Regions from separate parts of the Lactuca sativa genome. Here region 2 is linked to region 1. The links are chromatin contacts, called in public Hi-C maps. All regions are on one chromosome and are shown on one strand. Each heading gives the region's core, a stretch centred on a gene start, on an enhancer-like site or on the middle of the called end of the contact. The rest is flanking DNA. Distances are from core to core; before and after follow the strand shown. Region 1 holds the start of LOC111893255 (glutamate dehydrogenase B). Region 2 holds the start of LOC111893235 (arabinogalactan protein 12).

What was found. Hi-C and Micro-C count contacts between places; a contact is called where the count stands out from the background.
Region 2: a Hi-C map of leaf shows a contact between it and region 1, with 7 times the contacts expected there. The contact joins the promoter of LOC111893235 here to the promoter of LOC111893255 in region 1. A contact is called at or near these places in 3 of 4 Hi-C or Micro-C datasets (leaf and seed).

Annotation. Positions count from the first base shown.
Region 1 is chr2:138,363,698-138,370,454 of Lsat_Salinas_v11, forward strand. It overlaps LOC111893255 (glutamate dehydrogenase B), which reads right to left and starts at 3,100. Exons shown (of 10, transcript XM_023889321.3): 1 at 2,821-3,100; 2 at 2,617-2,718.
Region 2 is chr2:138,647,305-138,654,061 of Lsat_Salinas_v11, forward strand. It overlaps LOC111893235 (arabinogalactan protein 12), which reads left to right and starts at 4,128. Exons shown (of 1, transcript XM_023889303.3): 1 at 4,128-4,652. The coding sequence starts at 4,216. The coding sequence ends at 4,395.

The DNA.
Region 1 (6,757 bases), core at 1,850-4,349:
TGAGTTAATTGGGCGTTTAAAGAAGACGAGTCTATTTCGAGGAAGGATACTCGAAGAAAAAAAGTGTTTCTTTCAAGATCTGCAATAGCCAGCTTTATTTTATCATATGTACACGTGGACAAAATTTTCTTTTTTTCTTCTGAAATAAAATTGGAAAAATATATTTGTGTATCTCTGTAATAAATTGGACCTTTATAAAAAAAAGGTTTGATTTTGATCTTGATTGTATGTATTTAAGCTTTCATTATTTTTGTATTGAGATTGTGATTTGGGGTTTATGTTAATTGTTACCAAATTAAAAACGATTATTGTTTGGTGCAATGTATGTAGTTAAATTTATGCATTTGTTTAAGCAAAAGAGAAAAAATGATTATCGATATTAAATTTAAAAATTAGTGTATTAAACACTCGAAAAAATAAATGCGAAAATGATGTGGCGTTTAAAATTAATTAATATTTGAAATAGTGCAATGTATAGTTGTCCGGACAGGTCATGACTAGGGTGGGGAAGTCAACATCTATCCATAAAATCCTCTTCAAATTAAATTTTTTGTTTTAATAACATTTATTTTTATTAAAGGCAGCTTAAATTATATAAATACTTATAAATAAATAAATTTTTCTGACGAATGATCATCGGATCCTAAAGTATCCTTTTAATAAAAGCAAAATTAACTGACACATGATAGTTAATGTCATTAATATCTTCAACCAAATATTAAAAAAAAATGTATTTTCCATTTTTCCTGACAATGTAAAATACAAAATGTTGAAAACATGTTAAACTGGAAGAAGTAAGATCCACGTTTCCACAATACATTCAAAATTGCACATCTTTGTCGACCCATGTGTTTTTCTTAATAAATATTTTTAAAAATATAAATTATTTATAATTTATAACAACACATAATAATTTAAAACACTAATTTGATTAGGATGGAAATGTGAGAAGCATTGTCAACATGCCGCGTATGGATCCAGTCAAACCAGCTAACTCACACAACTACAAAAGCCATCGCTATCCTCTTCGCTCTCAACGACTGATATTAGCCACCGTGGGCAAAATGGTCATTTTACATTCGGATAAACATGTGACATGGTGAGTGGTGACGATGTTAAAAACCCAATTAGTCAACATTGAGGTACATGCTTCATTAAACGTATTAAAATTTGTACTCTATGCATTAGAAGTTGTATTGTACACGTCATGTGACAAGATCAAGCTGATGAATATAAAAAGGGTAAGATCACGTACATAAAATGGAAGATTTAAAAAATATTTTACTTCATTTGGAGAAGTGAAAATGAAATTACAAAATTGAGTGTAAATTGTAGAGTAAATTACACGAATGGTCCCTATGGTTTGGAGTAATTTGCACGTTTGATCCCTAAATAATTTTTTTTAACTTGAAAGGTCGCTACTATTTGTTTTTGTTACGCGTTTGGTCCCTACTATTTATTTTTGTTACACGTTTGATCCATATCTTACGTAAAAATAGTATTATTTAAATAGGAATAAATGGTGAAGTAGGTAAGGTAAGGTGAGGGGATGGGATTGGGGGTGTGTTTATTTAAATAAGTCAAAAAATCAAGGGAAAAATAGTCTTTTTAGGTAAAACAGGGACCAAGTGTGTAACAAAAACAAACAGTAGGGACCTTCCGAGTTAAAAAAATAAGTTAGGGACCAAACGTGCAAATTACCCTAAACCATAGGGACTATTCGTGTAATTTACTCTAAATTGTAACTTGACATGCAATTAAATAAATACATGACTTCTATTTGAATCTCTAATGACTAACACCTTTATAGATATTAAGAAGATTTTTCGGATCAGAACACATGGTTGGATCTAAGATTATCTCTCCTTAAATTGGACAAAAAAAATAGAGATAATTTTATTTAAGTGATACAACACATAAATTAAAGAAATGTAAGAAACAATTTGTAGCAAAAATTAATCCTACGAATATTTTCGTACATTTTTTACTTAAAAAAAAGAACATAAGTGATTTGAAAGAAAATGAAGGGGAAAATTTATCAGTTACTAGATTGTCCATGATCTTCATTGATATTTTTTTTATATGGAAATAATATATTTATAAAATTTGCAACTTTTTATTTCCCAATTCTGACTTAAAACTAAATAAATAATAATAATAACACAGAACGAACCAAATTATTATGAATTTTATCTGATTTAAGACGTAGAATTGTAGATGCATGAAAAGGTGAAAACTAATTGGTCAGAAATGCTCCAATTAAGAAAAAGAAATCGAAGCCCACTTGGCCCAAGTGTATTTTATTTAAGCCCAAATATTGAACCCACAATCCGACCCGAATGTTCACAGGAACATTCATGGTGTCAAAACCCCCAATTTACTACTGCAAACGAGGAGAAACGAAAACGGAAAAACCCTACCGGAACAGATTAATGCTACCTCTATCGTAGCAATCAAGTTTCTAAAGTTAAATTAAGCTACAGATTCAACAAAATCAATTCACATGCAGATGATCGATCAACAAATTCAATGTAACAACGGAAAAATAAAAAACATAACAAGGAATTGAAATTTGAATGTCGATCATATTAATCTGATAATTGAAGTAAAGTTTACCGGATTGTCGACTGAAGAAATGCCGGAGATCAGAGGAGAGTGTCGGAGCGACAGTAGAAAGAAAACCTGTTCTTCACTCCGATAACTCCGCAACTCACTTCGCTGGTATATATAGCAGTGAAATGACATTTAAAAGTAATCAAAATGGAAATGGAAATCGAAATAAATAAAGCAACTAGAATCAAGTTCGTCATGAGCAATTACCTCTCAAAATTGAAAACAATGATGTCAGATAATTAGAATATGTGCTTATCAAATTGATGATGGCAACATGAGTGCCCCAACTATGACGACAGGAATAAGCTACTCATCATCCACCACTGATTCAACAGTACGTCAAGGACGAGTCGCAATAAATCGATTAAATTAAATTAGTTGAAGATTGAAAACATAAATAGGGATACTCAAAGCAGTTACGAAATTGATACAATCAAGGTGAATTTGACACCAAATCGATCTTTCACGTGAATATGTTCTCTTTCATCAGTTCATGGACCATCCTAAAGTCTAAAGTCTAAACTACTCTTCGTTTCAACTTGAAGGTTGGACAACAGAATTTATAGAACATTTTTTCTTTGAATAATGTATTTAAAGAAAATATTAATTTGAGTTATTTTTATTTAAAAAAAAAATTACTTGTTGAGGTTATTAAGTATAATCTCTGCTTAATGATAAACAATATACAAATAAAATAATGTAATTAATTTAATTTAATTATATAAATATTTAAATTATAACAATTGTATTATATGTTATTTATTTATTTATTGATTTTGTTAGTTGTTAAAGTAGTTACTTAGTTAGCTCTATTTAATGATAACCAATTACAAATGAAAACAATATAATTAATTAGTTTATAACCCGTGATAATCACGGATTATAAATTTAATTAAACTTTCATAATAAAAATTTATAATTATTAATTAATTTTTTTAAATAAATTATTAATTAAAAGATATATCAAAATTTTAAAGTTATTATAACTTCAAATTTAACATATAATTAGAAAATGTAAATTTGAATTTTGAAATGAGTTGTTTAATATATCTACATGACACATGACATAATATTAATGGGTAGTTGTATTAGAGTGATACTTGGCAAAAAGAAATTAAAATTATACATTTATTAGAATAGAGATTTAATTAAATTCTATAAATATCTAAACTATAATAATCCTCTTATACGTGTCATTTGTTTGTTTTTTGTTTGTTTGTTAGTTATTAAAGTAATTAATATACATATATTAAGGAAATGAAAGTTAGGAACAGTAAAGTTCCTAACCTTTTGACAGAAATGGTCATTTGATTATGGGTGATGTTGCAATTGTGTTTATTTTTTTACCTTCCAATTATGCCACAATACTATATGGCTTAGGCAAATTTCATCCCTTTAAGAATAGTAAAGTTTTGTCCTTCAAACTTTGGCCACAATTGTTTGTGATGTTAACACTTTTGGTTGTAACGACCTAATTTTTACCAAGATTTTTTTTCATTTTTAATTAATCAAACAAATCCCATAATCCATAAACTTCCAAACCATTTGTTTTCCAATTCACAATTATTACAATTTCATTGTACTTTTTGAAAACATCAGAGAGTCGCAAACACACAAAAAGAGAGGTAGAGTGCACGCCACATCATCACGCCTTGTCTTTGCCCTTAGGCTCTGAAGTACCTGAAACAATCAACAACCTGTAAGCGAAATGCTTAGTGAGTTTCCCAGAGCATACCACACACACAAACCACATATCATATATCCTATTAGCTATAAAAGCTACACACATATCACGTAAGCCATGCATACATGAAACCTTTGAAAATGCCATGGGCTACCCCACATGGTCTTTACCTAGGACTGCCATGGGCTCCCCCACATGGCCTTACATCCAATGCCATGGGCTACCCCACATGGTCTTCACCTAGGACTACCATGGGCTACCCCACATGGTCTTACATCCGATGCCACAGACTTCCCCCGGGGTCTTCATGCAAAACATGCAATCACATAACAAAACACATAATGTCTAACACATATATCATAATCACATAATGGGCCGACCTTGGTGCCTTAGACCCATAGGTATGGTGAGAAGACTCACCTGTCACGAATGCTGAACTGACACTTTGCGACCAAATATACCCCACGGGCTGCTCCACTCAACTGCCTAAAAAGTATCATACAATATCCAGTCATTTCCCCAAAGTCCATCCTGGTCAACTACAACCAAGATCAAGTCAACAGTCCATGTTGACCCTAACTCGCCGAGTACAACTAGTGACTCGCCGAGTTCCCCGGGATAACATCTACTCGCCGAGTCATCAAGGTGACTCGTCGAGTTCATACGGTATTGATTGATAGTCTAAGGTCATTCGTCGAGTTTCCTTGCTTGCCACTCGACATGTCTACGAACATCCAACAATTGGAGGAATCTTACTCGACTCGCCGAGTTGTTCCTTCAACTCGTCGAGTTCTAGGTAATATTCATCCGGCTCGCCGAGTTGTTCATCCAACTCGTCAAGTTCATAGCATTATTCATCAGGCTCGTCGACTTGTTCATCCAACTCATCGAGTCCATGCCTGCCTTCATATGACTCGCCGAGTTGCCCCCTGTGACTCGCCGAGTCCTATCAGATCTCAAGCCATACAGACTCTTTTGAGCCATGCAATGCTTCCAAATTACAGATCTAGGCTCCTGAGGCATGCTTTCCACGTAAAGTTGCAAACTTTACGTGCATGAAAGGCTTTAAGGCCCTAAAATAGCAAATCTAAGCTTGGAATGGAGTCATACACTTAAGGGGAGACACATGCTAAGTTCAACTGATAACTTTATGCATCTCAAGGCCAAAAGGAGTCCAGATCTGAAGTTACAACTTCAGATCTTGGCTTAAACACAAAAGCCCTTTCTTAGAATCCATACATAAGAGGGTTTTGGGTGGAAATGAGCCAAGGAACAGCTTAATACCTTCAGAAAGTGCTCCATAAAATTAGATCTTGAATCCCCACGAGCCCTTTGTTTCCTCAAGTGCTTCCTTCACCAAATCCCTCATTCAAGCTTAAAATCACCAAGAAACACACTCACACTCAAATCAAGGTTTTTGGGAGGAAAAGAGTTGTAAAGGGGATGCTAGGGGAGGCTAATGACCCTTTAAATAGGGTGCAAGGCCCCGAAATCTAGGGTTTCATCTGCCAGCATCTACTCGTCGAGTCCCATAATGAACTCGGCGAGTAGGTCATTAAACTTCGCGGACAAACCCGCTACTACTCGACGAGTAGGGAGGCCAACTCGCCGAGTAGGTTCTTAAAAATCCAAACCAAAATATCATTATTAATACCTGAGGATCAGAGTGTTACATTGGTCGCTTATTCTTTTATGTTACCTTATTTGGCTACAATACTTTCTAGGACTTGGCAATTTTGGTCCATTATTTAATATTAATTATAGTAAGCCACAATATTTTCTACAACTTGATAGTTTTGGTCCCTTCTCTAATATTAATCTTCATTTTTCAACATCTAACCACCATAGTTTATATATTTTGTCAACTTTGGTCCATTATGTATATTCTAAAAAATTGTCCCATAAATAAACACGTACTATAAATTCTGAAACAAACAAGAAAACAATAAAAAAAATTCCCGACCCGTAGCAACGCAAGGGCACACCCTCTACTTATAAATTATTAAAATCATAAAAATTCCTTAAAAGAATATTGCTAACATGCTATTTTGTTAAACTCAGTTATATAATTCTTAAAACCTTTAAATTTACAAAAACTTTATAAAAACACTGCCACCAATAATCATAACATACGTCAAATATCATAGGGAAAATAGAAGGTTCGCCACCACACGGTCTCTAATCAATTATGTAAATCAATAGTTCAAACCACACTCAAAGGTAGGACATTTTCTATTTTTATAGAAACTTATGTATGAGAAACAATGATATCTCCAATTATAGTCTCCCTAGAATGTAAAATATATCTCTTACATCAATAATCATTATTATTTTTCACACAAGAAAAGATTAAGTGGTGACGCCCTAGCGTAGCTAATAGATTACATTTGTAACGTCCCAAAAATACGAGCCAAAAATTTTCATTTTTAAAACATATACTTAGCAAACATTAGAAATAAA
Region 2 (6,757 bases), core at 2,878-5,377, 280 kb after region 1:
CTCCAACTCATTTGAGTCCATTAACTATTTAGCATATTGGTATTGCAATATGGTTTTTTTTTCAAGATACAGTGAAATTTGGTGAGCGCCGCTTCCCAAAAAGCACCTCTAGGGGTGTAAGTGAGCCGAGCTACTCGGGATCGACTCGTTAAAAACTCGACTCAAGATCGAATTAAACGAGCCTAAACCGATCTCGAGCCTAAATACGAGGCTCGTTTATTAAACGAGCTCGAGCCGAGTTTCAATTCATGGGCTCACGAGCCTAAACGAGCCTATGTACATACACACATACATACACAAACACACACACACACACATATATATATATATATACACACACACACACATAGAGGCTCGTTTAGGCTCGCGAGCCTGCTAAATTGTTAACGAGTCGAGCTCGAGCTTCATTTTAAGGCTCGAATAGAGCTCGAGCTCGAGCTTCCTCAAAATTAAACGAGTCGAGCTCGAGCTTGGTCAGGCTCGGGCTCGGCTCGGCTCGTTTACACCCCTAAGCATCTCTCTTCATACCATTTCCTTGAGTTTCATTTTTCGATGTCTCACACCATGCTACCGCTAAAGCGTACTCTTCCTCCGACGTCCACCATTGTGGAATTTCTTCATTTTTGGTGGTAACAGCTTTCCCTTTCCCTTTCCTTTTCCTTTTCCTTTTCCCTTTCTATTTCCTTATCCTACTAGTTTTGTATTACGTTTCGATAACGAATTCTATTTATGGTTTTGTGGGTGGTGGTTAGGTGGTTGTTGTGTTTGGACATTTGGCATCGAAGATGAAGTACCAAAACGGTTTTGTTGTAATTTGGGTTTTGTCCACAATAGTTATGTTGAATGTAAGGTGAGGAAGGAAATTACATTGGAGGTAAGGTGAGATTAAAATAAGTTTGTTGGTATGGTATTTACGACAAACTTTGAGAGTTTTAATAGGTTAATATAATTCGTGTATCCGACAAATCTGATAGGAAAGGATATGTTTGGTTGTGTGTTTGGGTTTGATGGAAGAGTTCTTTTTGGTTGTCAAGATTATCCAAGTAACTAGGATTGTAAATATTTAGAGTCAAAATGAATTGCTTATATCATTCATGACATTTTCATTCTTATTTTCAAACGGTTTTATGTGTAACATTGTCATCTTCGTTATTAATAACTTTATCATCAGTATCAACATTTTTATTTGAAACATTTTCATTTTCATTTTCATTTTCATGTACGATATTATTTTATTCATTTAAAACATTTTCATATATGATATTATCTTGTTAATCTAAAACATAATCATGTGTACGTAATATCTTATTCATTTAAAACATTAGAAGAATTTTTTTTTTACAAACTTATTCATAGATCTTTTTTTCAGCTTCAATTAAATTTCAGATTTTTCATGTTTTTTTTTTCATTACCAACATATCACATATGTGGTGGGTGTTACATCAGCACCACATTCCCATATTATTAACATGGGATACCTACCACTAACACATCATTCCAACTCATTTTTTTTATTTAAATTCAATTCAAAAATACATTAAAACACAATAAAACATAGTTAATTAAATTTAATTCAAAAACACAATAAAAATATTTTTTTTAAACTAATTTTTTTATTCAATGAAACAAGATTACATTAATTTAAAACACATAATATAAAATAAAAAAAAAACATAAAAATGCAATCACAAACAACTTAAACTAGTTTTTAAACCTTATTTTTAATTACTAAATTTTAGGCACTCTCAATTTTCGCCAAGCTTTGACGTGTTTAAACAGTGTGTGTTTCGTGTCTTCATATTGGTGCATGGTCACAGCAAACGAGTCGTCTTCGTGTAAGTTGTTTATAACAAAGTTATAAATATCATTGAATTCAAGGCATTTAACCCTCATATCGTGATATTTCGAACATATTTCATTAAGATTACGACTTTGGCAACCCATTACATCATGGAAAACCTTTCCAACTTTTACCCAGAAATTAGGAGGCATCACTGGGTCTTCTGAAGCCGCTACCCATACTTGTGCTAAGTTTTCTTCTTCATTTTCTGACCAATTCATTATTTTAGGAGACATTGGTTTTGAAAGAATGCAAAAGAAGTGTACGATATTGTGAGAAAAGAAAAATGAAATTGTGTGAATATGTTTAATATAAAGTGTGGTATTTATAGCAGTTTAATATGTTTGAAAGGTAAAAAAAAAAAAAATATGTTACAAAGAAACTAGTCGTTGCAAAGCATCGACCAATAGCTATTTCTGTTTGATTCAGTAGAACACACAATGAAACACTACGACCACGATCCACCACAACCGGCCGGGATGGTGTGCACGATCGTGGTCATAGTTGTGGTTAGCGGTGTTTATAAATATCCGTATCCGAAATATCCGAAATCCGTATCCGAAAATATCCAAAATTTCGGATATCCGTGTTTTCGGATTCGGATTCGGATACGGATAGTGATTTTGTAACTTTTCAGATATTTTGGATATCCGATATCCGATATCCCAAATCTTTTTTTTTTCTTATTATATTTACTATTTTAATATGGAAAAGTGGAAAGTAGTAATATATAGTCTCGAGTTTGATTGTTAACATTCGATCGAAAGTGTTATGCTGATGAATTTAGTAACTTATTTTCACTAATATTTTGTTTTATGTTTTCTTATGCCAAAACTATCGAGATTTTTTGATGAAATATGTTCATCTTCGTCATAGGTATCTCCATAGTTAAATGTGGTGTTAAGTTAAATTTATTTATAAAGTTAATAACGACTTGAGAAGTTGTCATCAAATAATCGGGTAGTTTGTCTTTCTCTTTTATATATATTTGAATTTGTTATTGTGATTGTAGTTTGTTTGAAAAGTATATGCTAGAAATTAGTAGGCTAGTAGCACTTTATGTATAAGCAATTTGCAATAAGAAAATATATGTCAGTTATAAAAGCACTCACATAACATAATGGCACAACGATGATGAATTGATACGAAAATAAAATGTTTCTCTAGTTTTTTGTTTATTAGTTTCGTTACCAAGTTAATTGTATCGTTAATTTTTTTGCCAAGTGCCCAAGTAAACACAAAACATAAATTGCATAAACTTTCATTTTTTGCAAACCTTGATTTTCGGATATCCGATTCAATATCCGTATCCATATCCGAAAATTCGGATATTCGAATTTCAGATATCCGAAATTTCGGATACGAATACGGATATCAAAAATCCACTATCCGAATTTTCGGATATCCAAAATTCGGATATCCGAATTTTCGGATATCTGGTTTTGAACACCTCTAGTTGTGGTCCACGTATACCACGAGCCTTCTCGTGCACTGTATACCGAATGGTCTTATGTAACTTGTTGGATGTTGGCTGTTGTTGGTGGCTGTTAATAAGTAATAATCATTGAGCATTTTAGTTGAAAAAGTCCAATATAACATAATCAAGAATATGAAATTTAACTATGTAAGAAATCCAAATATATTAGAAAAAAAAAAAAAAAAAACGTTGATCTAATATTGTTTCTTGCCACATCCAAAACAAAAAGGCTTTGGTTTTCTTCTTGGTTTGGGCTTGATTTCTTTTCTCCTCCCCAACTTCATTCCATCAAGTAGCTTTTTTTCATGGTCATCACTCATCACAACAGAAAGCCGAATCTAAATAATGCTTTCTTTCAATTGACAGATGAGATTTAACTGAACTTTACCATTGGATTAAATTTAAAGCTAAAAAAGCTTAAATTAACATATTTGATGCAATTACCTTTGCTTGATTCTCTATATAATCGCTTCCTTTTATTTTTACCAACATCTTTCTAGTTGTCTTTTATTAAAATCTCACCAGCGTGCTAAAAATATCTATAATTCGTAACAAATATATCCTACAAAAAAATCAAAAACAAATACCTAAAATATATATTTTTTTCAATTTAAAAAAAAAGGCGGTGAAAGAAATGATAAATGGAAGAAACAAAATGGAGCCCACGAAAAAACCATCAAACCGTTGGCAACAGCTGTAATCGCAAGAACAACCTGTCACAAAACGGGCAGCCGGGCCATGCTTTCTTAACACTATTCTCCTCACGGGCACCCCTGCCCGTGTTCTTCCTATATTAACCCACCCCACCATCCTTAAATCAATCACTCAAATTCCCTATTTCTCCATAACTTCAAACATTCTCTTCGATTCCTTTATATCACTCTTCAATTTCGAAGAAATGGAATCAATGAAGATGAAGCTCTTCGTCGCCGTCGTTGTAATGTTGATGGCCGTATCGGCCGTGACAAACGTCAATGCACAAATGGCTCCGGCCCCTGCTCCGACCTCCGACGCCGCCGCTTTCGTCCCTACCGCCGTCGCCTCCATCATTGCTCTCTCATTTGGGTTTCTGTTTTGAATTGATTTGAGCTTCGATTTCATATGATGTAGAGATTCATTTTGTTTGAAGTTATGGTATGTAGAGTTTCCTTCTTCGATCTCATATATTGTCGAGATTGAAGGGGAAAATGCTTTAATGTCATTATTTAATGTGTTTTTTTTTTTTTTTTTTGTTTAATTCTTCTCATTTTGTGTTAAATTGTGATGTTGCTATTGTAATATTCTTGAACATAATGCATTTTCGGTGACTGTAGTTAAATAAATATTTTTCTTGTAGATTTGAAATTTCTGATTTCTGTAAAATGATTCGCACTGTTGTGAACAAATATAAGGATTCCAACACAATATTATTTTGTACATCAAATTTGATTTTAGCACCATTGGTACATTAACAATGATTAATATTAGAGCTTTACTTATTGTCATTTTTTTTTTGAAAAACAAAACCTATTTTTACAAATTCCATATGTTTTTTTTGTAATGTGTTTTTTTTTTTCAATAATCAAATTCTTACTCATTCATTTAGAAACAATTGAATTTATGAACTCCATCTTTTATTTTGTTATTTTTAAAAATATATATTTATGTTATTTTAGTAAACAAATAAAAAACCTACAAGTTATATTATTTTCTATATTCAAAAAAATTGTTTAATTTGTACAAAACTAACAAAATAATTATATGTATAATATGATTGGAGTGAACTTATTCGCTAAGACGATCATATATTGGTGTGCTTATTGTGATATATAAAAACAATCATATTTATTAGAACTTCATAAAATAACCACAAACATGAAACATCCTTAAATTTCAATTCCTCTCATTCGGTAATATGCTTTTCTTTTTTCTAGAAAAAGACTCAAATAAATCTACACATGGATCAAATTTCATTTAAAATGTCTTAATATTACTAGCCTTCCATGCAAATGTTAATAATGTCATCATATGTGACCTTCGTTGTCGACTCCAATAGGATTTAATTTACCTTCTCACTCATGCAATCGGTACAAATTTCATAATAAAAGATAGTAGCGATTTCAGCTTTTATTTTTATTGGGGGCACTATTGATTTTCTTTTCAAAAATTGTAAGTAAATTCTAAAATAATTGATATGTATATAAAAAAAATTTAGTCACTGGGGCATGTGCCCCCACTACCAAACCTCTACATCCGCCACTAATAAAAGACATTTATTAATGTTCGCGACCTGCATTTGTTATTCACTAAGTGTAAGACTCATGTATTATATGGGTTCATTTTAAAGAAAATAATATGAAATTCTAAACATTTGAGAAATTTGAATTTATAAGAAAAAAATAGAAAATTTTGAATTATTAAAATTAATTTGTTTTTTTAAATTAAAAAATAATTTAGATAAATAAACAAAGCAAACTAATGAAAAATTAATTTAGAAAATTTGAAATTAGAAGGAAGTCAATTAATAAAATTGATATGCATTTATTATTACATTTATTGTAATTATTTCATTTAAATATTAGGTGGAAATTAATAGAATGAAAAAAAACCACAAAATGCCATGTGGAAAAAAATTAATTGAAAATAACCACAAAATGACATGTGTCCAAATCAATGAGAGTGTGACATGTGGCTAAAAGTTTTTTTTATTTATTATGGAGGATGAGGGTTGATCTAACATCTATTTAAGATATATGTGATGATAGTTGACAAGTTATTATTGATCAAAAATGGTTTGTACATTTCAAACTAAGATGTCTAGTAAATGGGGTATATCTGGATACTTTATTTTTTGTCTGCTTTTTAGCTTCTTCAAGTAGTTTCACTGCTTCAATATCACCTTATCAACCTTCTCCCCTTATTATCGATTCGTCAACTAAGCTTGTCTATTGTTGATTTCCTATTTCCACCCTTATCTTGAAAGAGCTATTAGAATGTAACATCCCAAATATCATAGCAAAATTTTAATTTTTCCAAAACAATCCCAAGTCAATAATTGTTTACAAAAATGCTGTCTCAAAAGTATAGTTCGTAAAACAGAGTATCCCAAAATCCAATAACACAAAATCCGAAGGATGTGCACTATCACGCATTTGCTTTTTCTCGATCATCTGGAGTACCTGAAACCATAACAAACAACTGTAAGCACGAAGCTTAGTGAGTTCCTCCAAAGTACCATCACACAAGCAAATAACATATACAACAAACATGTATACAGGTTTGTTGGTCCTTGACCTCAACCCAACCGTCTAGAGTTTGTTGGCACGTGGTCTCAACCACACCATATCGGTTTTGTTGACCTCTAGTCTCAACCAAACCATATTGGGTTCGTTGGCACGTGGCCTCAACCCAACAATCCAGGTTTGTTGGTACGTGGCCTCAACCTTACCATGCCGAGTTTG